Regions from separate parts of the Mus musculus genome. Here region 1 is linked to region 2. The links are chromatin contacts, called in public HiChIP or PLAC-seq maps. All regions are on one chromosome and are shown on one strand. Each heading gives the region's core, a stretch centred on a gene start, on an enhancer-like site or on the middle of the called end of the contact. The rest is flanking DNA. Distances are from core to core; before and after follow the strand shown.

Evidence for each region. HiChIP or PLAC-seq counts read pairs in DNA pulled down with a chosen protein or histone mark.
Region 1: an H3K27ac HiChIP or PLAC-seq map of regulatory T cells shows a contact between it and region 2, with 11 times the contacts expected there. The contact joins two enhancer-like sites. A contact is called at or near these places in 1 of 39 promoter capture datasets (the C10 cell line), 6 of 15 datasets of contacts at CTCF or cohesin (CD8 T cells, the G1E-ER4 cell line, embryonic stem cells and 2 more), 124 of 484 Hi-C or Micro-C datasets (B cells, the BV-2 cell line, the Ba/F3 cell line and 62 more) and 18 of 115 datasets of contacts at active chromatin or transcription factors (CD4 T cells, CD4 single positive thymocytes, CD8 T cells and 14 more).

Annotation. Positions count from the first base shown.
Region 1 is chr11:11,739,052-11,743,590 of GRCm38.p6, reverse strand. All of the region lies in intron 3 of Ikzf1 (IKAROS family zinc finger 1), which reads right to left. Among named protein-coding and RNA genes, the nearest start is that of Ikzf1, 55 kb to the right of the region's middle. Within about 2 kb of position 1,735, at least 39 of the 459 cell types and tissues checked have an H3K27ac peak or open chromatin away from gene starts, as enhancers often do. A contact at or near this core is called in CD4 single positive thymocytes, CD8 T cells, CD8 central memory T cells and 10 more, where this site is marked.
Region 2 is chr11:11,503,976-11,508,389 of GRCm38.p6, reverse strand. All of the region lies in intron 7 of Spata48 (spermatogenesis associated 48), which reads right to left. Among named protein-coding and RNA genes, the nearest start is that of Spata48, 42 kb to the right of the region's middle. Within about 2 kb of position 2,054, at least 35 of the 459 cell types and tissues checked have an H3K27ac peak or open chromatin away from gene starts, as enhancers often do. A contact at or near this core is called in CD4 single positive thymocytes, CD8 T cells, CD8 central memory T cells and 10 more, where this site is marked.

The DNA of each region.
Region 1 (4,539 bases), core at 486-2,985, 240 kb before region 2:
TTCCAGCCTGGTTTTATGTCAGGTAAAGGAAATGTTCAATATTTTAAATGGAAAAAGGCAGATGCAAGTGTAAAGATCTTTATAATAACTGTAGCTAATAAGCAAAGTTATTAAAATATATAAGGTATATTTGTACATTTTCATTTATTTGTGGTAATAGGTGAAGACCTGAGACACATATGTATGTGCAGACTAGTGTTTTTTATTTCCTCTAAAGGAGCCAGCAGTGTGGTGGGAGGCAGAGACAAGGGGTTAGGAGGAACCAGGCCATCCTCCATTAACTCCCTGGGAAACTTGAAGCTATCCCGAACTACATGGCACCTTGTCTCAAATCCAGAACAAATTGTAAGCATTATTTAGAACAAATTGCATGACTTAATATCATTTAAAAATAGTTAAAATAATAGGGTTTCTACCTAATCAAGCCTATTTTAGAAATAATCTTATTTGATGTTTAGCCTTCAAATACAATGAAGTCAGAGATGGAAATAGATCAGAAAATGAAAACTTATTAAGAAAGAAGAATTTTAAGGCATATTTAATTTTTGGGGGGTATCTAGGGACTCAAAATGGGATAAAGATGGCAGAGGAGGCCAAAAGTTTGTTTTAACTTCCAGAAGGAAGCCTGTAGGTCAGTTCTCAAGCATGACCACAAGGTGGCGATATTGGCCCAGAACAGTTTGGTTGTTGTTGGGCGGAGACTTGAGGCTCAACCAACCATTTGTTCCAGAAAGATACAACTGAGGGGAAGAGAGAAAGAAAAAGAGATAGTATTACTATGAACTAATCTTTATAAGCAGATAGACATGAAAAACATGAAAACATTTATCATGTTTCAGAACATCTCCCACTGTCATTTTTTCCCATCCTGAAAACCTCACCCATCTGCTTGGTCAGTAGGTAATGCTGGGCTTTGCCCATTCCTCAGGCTTAATGAAAATGTGTCTTAGAATGTGCTGTCTTACCTTTATGTGCACTTGACTTACCAAAACATTTCAAAACTGTGATTGGCAGGCTCAAAATTAACATGACTTCCTGCCCTGGCACACTCACAGCTCACACATAAAAATATGTTATGTGAACATACATGCTTACATGAAGAAGGAAATCTCAAATTCTTACCTTCACATTGAACTGAAGAAATAATTAATAGGAGAAATATCTTAGCAAACTTCTAATATTCTGGAGAGGGAAGTCTATCTGGCCTTTGACCAGGAGCATCCTGAGATGGATACTGCTAAGTACTGTACTTCCCAAGTAATATCTGATAACAGGACATCATAAACCTAACGCGGCTGACATCTCAATATTAAGATTAGAGTAGTAAGATGTCAGCAAGCTGGTCTTAGGGTGTAATTTGGTGGTAGAGTGTGCTTTGGTTTGATCTGAAGCAAGACACACAGACAAAGCTCTTCTCAAAGTGATGCCAATACACTCTGCTTTCTGCTGCTGCTTCATAAGATTAAACATTTTATTGATACAAGGTCTGAAGGCTTAAGACCTAAGGGGTCTAACAACCTGTAACTCTTTTGCATTGATTTTATTTGCATTAAAAAAAAGCCTTCTCTATTCTTGAAAATACTCCTTATGGTTGCTCAAATATAGTTATCATTTTCAACTTTCAATGTATTAAGAGATGAAATTACCATATAGTTTTCGGCACAGCAGCTCCGAGGAGAGCTGGTAGGCTGCATGCACGCTAACATGGTGCATGCTTACGTGGCGAGCCACCACAGAAGAATGGGCTGGAAACCCATGAGTTTTTCTTCTCTGTTCTGAGGTTAGCACTCCAGAGCAAGGGAAAAAGGGTGCACCTTTTTTTTTTTTCCTGTCACACAAAATTGCACAAGTTATCTGAAAAGATGTTGGTTTGTTTGATGCTGACAGGAAGCATGGACCACAAAGTTGTTGATCACAGTTTTAATCAGGACCCTGCTGAGCAGCCTCCCAGTGAGACACCCACTGTGGCTACATTAGTTCTTTCTTCACCTTTCTTTCTTTCTTTCTCTCTTTCTTTCTTTCTTTCTTTCTTTCTTTCTTTCTTTCTTTCTTTCTTTCTTTCTTTCTTTCTCTCTCTCTCTTTCTCTCTCTCTTTCTTTTTTCCAATTTTTTATTAGGTATTTTCTTCATTTACATTTCAAATGCTATCCCAAAAGTCCCCTATAATCCTCTCACTATCTGATCCTTATTGGTGAGGCAGAGGCAGAGGGAGGGGAGGGGGCAGGGACAGAGGGAGGGGGTAGGGGCAGGGGCAGAGGCAGAGACAGGAATATCATTGCAAATTTAAGATGAGTCTGGGCATCCCAGAGCAGTCTAGGCCAGCCAGGAATAATAGGGAAACCCTGCCTCAGAAGCAAAACAAAAACCAAACAACACCCTCACCCTCTGTCTTTGCACTTTATTGTATCAATGACACACTGGATGCTGGGTGTTTAATGATAGAATGGCAAACATTTAGTCCATGTCACTTTCAAGTTATAAAGGAAGGTGTTGATGAGAGAACATGCAAGTGGTGGTGTCTGTGTGATGGAACTGACCATGAAATGAACATCTGTTTTCTAGAAGCAAAGCATATACTTACGAGAGAAAGATTTGGGAATTATTGCATGAAAATCCCTAAAGCCATCAGCCCCATATGCAACTGCAATAGAGAAGGCAAAAAGAAAGCCAGGTTGTCAAATCATCACGGACACAAGAGTGCAGAAGACAGTGCTGCTTTCAAAAGGCAATGTTATTATGTAAAACCACCAGTTAGCTGCTAATTTGTTATTGTTGTCTTCAGACAAGCTACAGAAAAGTCACTCCTCAGAGCAGGACCTCTGAACTGTGAGCAAGCTCCGACGGCCTCAACAGCCTAGAACATCCTAGAACCAATAGCAACCATTCAGTAGTACTGGCTGAGTGTGCTCTTGGCCACATCACAGTCTCACACGGGAAAGCACACGTCTGCACAATCAGTGTGCTTCCTCATGGGTAGTCTGCCCCTCAAACGTTCTTCATTTGCTTTTTTTTTTTTGTCTTTTCTTTATTGTATCCAGAGAAAATTAAAACATTTCCCATCTGCCTGTTGGATAGGGAATTGCTGCTCCAAAAGGAGCTACCAGATTTCCGTATTGCTTAGTAGTTGCCTTTGAAAATGGCACCAAGCCCCGTGCTTGTAGTCTTTCGCAGGCCGTTCCTAGTGAGTTCCAATTCCTAAGACCTGTTATACTCTGTACACGTGTCTGTGTGTGTATATGTACATGCATGCACACCGGGTGCACGCTCACATGACTTCTTTCCCAAAATGTCAGCCAGAATTGTATACACAAAGTAGCTGGCTAAATTAAACTTCTGGGATCAACTACTGACTCAGCAGGAAAAAAAGGCTGATGGACTTCAGGAAAAAGACATAGTTATCAAACTTTGCTTAAGTTACTGTTTCTCAAATTTGTTTGGCCACAGAACCTTCCCTTTTTCCCCGTGAAAAACTTTATGTATGTGGATAGTACATGTGCAGTTGTGTGGATACATATGTGGAGACATCAACGTCTGATGTTTCTTTAATTGCTCTAGACATTATCACCATCACCATCATCACCATCAAATCTTTTTTTTTAAAAAATATCTATCTATCTATCTATCTATCTATCTATCTATCTATCTATCTATCTATCCAATGTATATGAGTAAACTGTAGCTGTCTTTAGGCACACCAGAAGAAGACATCAGATCCCACTAGAGATGGCTGTGAGCCACCATTATGGTGTTGGGAGTTGAACTCAGGACCCCTGGAAGAGCAGTCAGTGATCTCAACCGCTGATCCATCTCTCCAGCCCCCATCATCATCTTTTGAGATAGGGCTTCTCACTGAATTTGTACATTGCCAATCCAACTGCACTGGCTAGCCAGAAAGCTCAGGGGTGGGCCGCCTGTTGCTCCCTCTGCTACTGTGGGGATTACAGGTGTTCATTGCCATGCCTGGAGTTTACATTTTTACTATTTAATGTAAAGACCATGATGCTGGGTCATGAAATGTTGAGTCCCTTTCAAAAGAATTAATCATTTGTCTACCATAACTCAAGTCAATCTGCTAATTTTCATCCTTAACCAAAAATCTACCAAAAGCTTAAAAGCAAAATATAGCACCAGTTGCTAAGTTCTGTCTGGCATAGTAAAGTGGAATTGATACAGATACAATGGCTGGACTTAGAAAAAACATTCTATGGTGTTCTAAGTGGGTAGGAATTACGGCAAACAGCAAACCCCCGATCTATGCTAAAATCCAGTCTCTCACAGCAGCAACTCAGTGGGTCTGTCAGGTGCACACAAACTGCTTTCCACAGGCAGCCTCTAAGCTGCACTGTGGGTCTTTGAGGTAGACACCATCACTGTTTTGGCAGTAAGGGATCTTGGGCTCACAGGAAGGTCTATACTTTGCATTAAGCATAGTGTTTAGCATGTAAATGTGAAAAGTAAAGTTTTTGGTGTTTAGCACAGAAATACGAAAATTAAAGTCAAAGCTAGTTACATGACCCTCATAATTCAAAAGACAGAGTT
Region 2 (4,414 bases), core at 805-3,304:
CAGCTTGGACGCAATGCTGGTATCCAAGCCTTGAGCTGACGCTTACCAGCACCTCAGTCTTAGCTGCCGTCTCACTGCAGAAACATTACAGCCACCATTGCAAACACAGCCCAAGTTGTATCTTTTCAGCTCTGTGGTTTGTACCTCCCTTCCCTGGCGAACCTTTAGAGAGCATGATATCCCATGCTTATTTCTTATTTAAAATGTACTACAACACTAAAGACAAGGCAGAAGCAACAGACCCATGTCTACTAAAGGAGAATTCTCCTTTGGATGTCTTGGCTATGTCCTTTCCCTATAGCTAATGAACCCAACAAAATTTTCTCTGAGAGTGATTTAGCTACAGAGACATTTTGCAAAAGGAAGCTTAGGGAAGGTTGTTGTCCCTTGTTGTGGACTGTATCTTAAATGTCATCCAACAGCCTTTCTTGTACTGACAGACTGATTTTTAGTTTGAAGATGGTAGAACCTTTGAGCTATGGGGCCCACAGAGGCGGAGTTGGGTACAGGGAGTACTCTTAGGAGGCTGCTGGAGGTGGATCTCCCTCTGCATCCTGGTTGCGATTTGAACAGACTTCTCCAGGATTTGCTGGTTCCATGTTATACTGCGTGATCGCAGATCCAAAGAGACATGGCCAAGAACTGTGGACTGAAACTATGTACTATGAACATATATACGTGAGTGTGGGTGTGTTTGTGTGTGTACATACATACATACATATAAATATATACACATATATATGAGTGTATACACACACACACACATATATATATGTGTATATATATATACATACATACATACATACATACATATATATATATATATATATATATATATATATATATATATATATTCTCTTTATAGTTGTTATCTTATTTCAGGCATTTTTTTTTCTTATTGACAGAAATTGGACTAACACATTCCTCAAAATATCAGGTGACAGGAAAGAAAGGGGATGTTAGTGAGGTAAGTGCATGTTCTGGTGTCAGGGTAAAGACAGAGGCCAAGTGATTCCTGTCATCAGCCCTGGGATCTGGTGTCTGGTTAGACTCCTGGCCCATTGTTTCCTCAGCCATGATATCAGATAGTGATATAACCTAAAGGCCTTGTGGAGTGACTATAGCTCACCCTGTAATTTCTTGGTGATTTTTCCTAGGTTGATTCTGTGTTAGTATCAGAATGTTATGGGAAAATTATGTAGCAAGCGGGAAGTTGCTACAATAAAGCTCACAGCTGTCTTGAGTGTGCCATTTTATGGCTCTTGGTGGTAGCCTACTGGCTGAAAGCTAATCACATTGGGTATAACTCCACACTTAAAAACAAGGCAAAATCACTTCAAGAGTTACAGGTCAGAATAAATGGTATGAATTGACATGATTTCTGAGGCTAGAAAAAGGAACAGCAAAAACCAAGGCCCCACACTGAGAGGACTGAGAGGCCTCCTTCTGCAAGCCTGTCTACCCTCTCACTGCCTGTGGGGTGCCATCAACCTTCAGGAAAGCTCTCTGGGCCCCAGTCCAGCCAACTGCAGTTGAAAAGATAGAGACAGGACAATTTAAAAAATAAAATATTTACAAACTGGAAGCCTCATAGTTGGAGAATACAAAATGTATCTAGCGCACACAGCTACAAAGACTTGCAAATTGCTCTACACACTGAAGTCCTTGGCTGTTTAAAAGATGGTGATCTATGTACCAGATCCCACTACTCTGACTAAATCAGGAATGACAGGGCCTGGGACGCTTGCCTTGCTAGCTATCATTTCTCAAAGGTTCTCGGATGGGATGAGGGAGACGTCGTTGTAAACTCAGTTGGAAGGGCCTGTATGATTGAATAGGAGCTGCCAAGTTCTGGGCAGTGTCCCTTGGGATTTCTTGGGAGTTTCTTAAAGTGTAGCTGTAAGGTGGAGAGGTACCAAAAATGAGGTCAAACTACTGATGTGTGTGTGTCTCTTCCCCCAAGCATTCTTTGAAGCTTCCATGCATGTTACCAAGGAAATCCCCTCCATCTGGGTGACAGGTTTTTTCCACTGCCTTTGAAACACCTGCAGAAGTAAAGTACTTCTGAAGTCGTAGTCCTCAGATGGGCAGCTAAGATGCCTGAGAGGTGGATATGAGCAAGGTGTCAATCACGAGAGGGGCTTCATTTAAAACCCACAGGACTCTGTGTGCCTCTGAGGCTTGTAGACAATTTACTGACCTTGACTGGCATCTATGTTACATTGCATAAAGGTTGTTCTATGGTTCATCTTCTCTAATAATGATGACGTAATGATAGCTAGTAACTGCTTAGGCTGCGGATGAATTCAGCTGCATAATAAAGTGCTAAAATATTTGAATATGAAAGTTCTCACCCATGCTCATGCTAAATATATTTCCCTTAACCCTGGCCTACAGAGACATCACAAGAGAGCATTTTTGCCCTTGTGTGATATAAGCATATGTATGGATTTGCCATCTAAATGCAACCTTACGTGCATTTATAAGTGTATATAGAGGTACATAGATTTAAAGATGACTATCTGGGGCACACAAGCTGCTTCTGGGAGGGATGTTTTTCACCTGTAGGAAAGGAAGCCAGGAAAAGTATGGAGACAATGGAACAGACCTTGATATTTGCTGCACATTTAGAGAACTCTAGCTGTCCTCGTGGGAAAAGGCCAGAACCAGCACCTCCTTTGCACAGATTCTCCATTTGTTTTTATCTTTGCTTCTAGCTTCCTGGCCTTGACCCCATCTTTGGGGCTCCAATTACTTCAGAAGTCTTGGTTTAGTTTTGTTTGTATATTTTGTTAGCTAAGTTGATAATTGATTATTTCATCTCCATAAAGTATAACAAAGTAAAAAAAATTTAAATTATTTCAGAAAATTAATCAGCAATATTAGCAATTTTCCTGCATAAGCCTCCTGAGTGTTGGGCTTCTAGTTGTGACATATCAAATCTAATTCATCATAATTCTATACATGCATGGTCTATACTTACAGGTTAAGAAAATAAGGAAAATATAATTTAAAGTATAATTAAATTACTTAAAAGTAAATAAATTTACTTAAAATAAAATAGAAAATGAGGAAAATATAGTCTACATACAGTATAGGAAAAGTTATGTGGTGTGTAGAATAAATGGTTAAAGATTTAGCCACATACACAGGTATCCCAGTATAGTACAGACCAAATACTCATTGTGTACAACAAATCCTTTTTAAAATGATGCATATAACTTAGGCAATTTTCTGTATAATCCTATACCTTATATTGTATCATGTGCATGCATTACAGGAAAGAATAAAGGCAAAGTCTACATAATATGCTTTTAGCCAAGGAAACTTCAAGCAGTAAGACCATTTCCCAGCCTGGGATTCAGAGCTCATGCAGTGGACTGCACATAAAAGATCATGGAGGGCTCTCAGCTGAGCCAGGAGGAGGATGTAAACACATGTATGTTATCCCCCTGTGGTACTGGGGACTAAACCTAGGATGCTATTCATGCTAAAAATATTCTCTGCTGCTGAGCTACACACTCAGCCAACCCATCTGAAGAAATAAACATGTGGAAGCCTAAAGAACCTAAGTGGGCAAAGACCATGGTGGCAAGGAAAGAAGGCAGCCAATGAAATGTTTAATTTTAACTCTAGGGCCTCTCTAAGCAGTGAGACCAACTGAAATCTGTCTTTTTTTTTTTTCCTGCCTGAAACTTACTATGTCGCCCAGGCTGCTAGCAATATTTCTGCATGAGTCTCTTGAACTCTGGGCTTCCAAATGTGAGACATGTCCAGTACATCTTACATTTTTATTTTTCTAAAAGGTTTAAGTTTAAGTTAAATTAAGTTAAAATTTTTTTCTATCAAGAAATAGACCTGGGACAAATTTCTGTTCGAGGAAATACATTTAGGTTCAAGGATATAGCCACCGGTGTGCACTAGGATAAGGCAAGGCCATGTAAAAACTATTGTTCTGAACTTGTAATGAACATATAGAGTGAAACACTGCTTTGCACTTAATATCAGCATCCTTCTGTAACTCTCATTTTATGTGAAATTCTTATCTCTGAGGTAATTTTCTAAAGAACTTTTTGTCTAAGAAGGTATAAAAAGCCCAGAGAAAATAAGTAAAATTGTTGATTGAATGGTTTGGCTTAAGAGCTCTGCCCCATCCATCCATCCATCCATTCTCATTCATCCAAAAGATTTTTTTTAATATTTAATGTCTTTGCATGTTTATGTGAGTGTAGTGCTCACAGAGGCCAGAAGGCAGCACTGGATCCCCTGAAGTTGGAGATACAGACAGTTGTGAGCTGCCTAATGTAGGTGCTGGGAAATGAACTCAGGTCCTTTGGAAGAGCAGCACATGTTTTAGGCACAGAGCCGTCTTTCCAGTTCCACACATCCAGTTCAAGAAACTTTCTGAGCCATC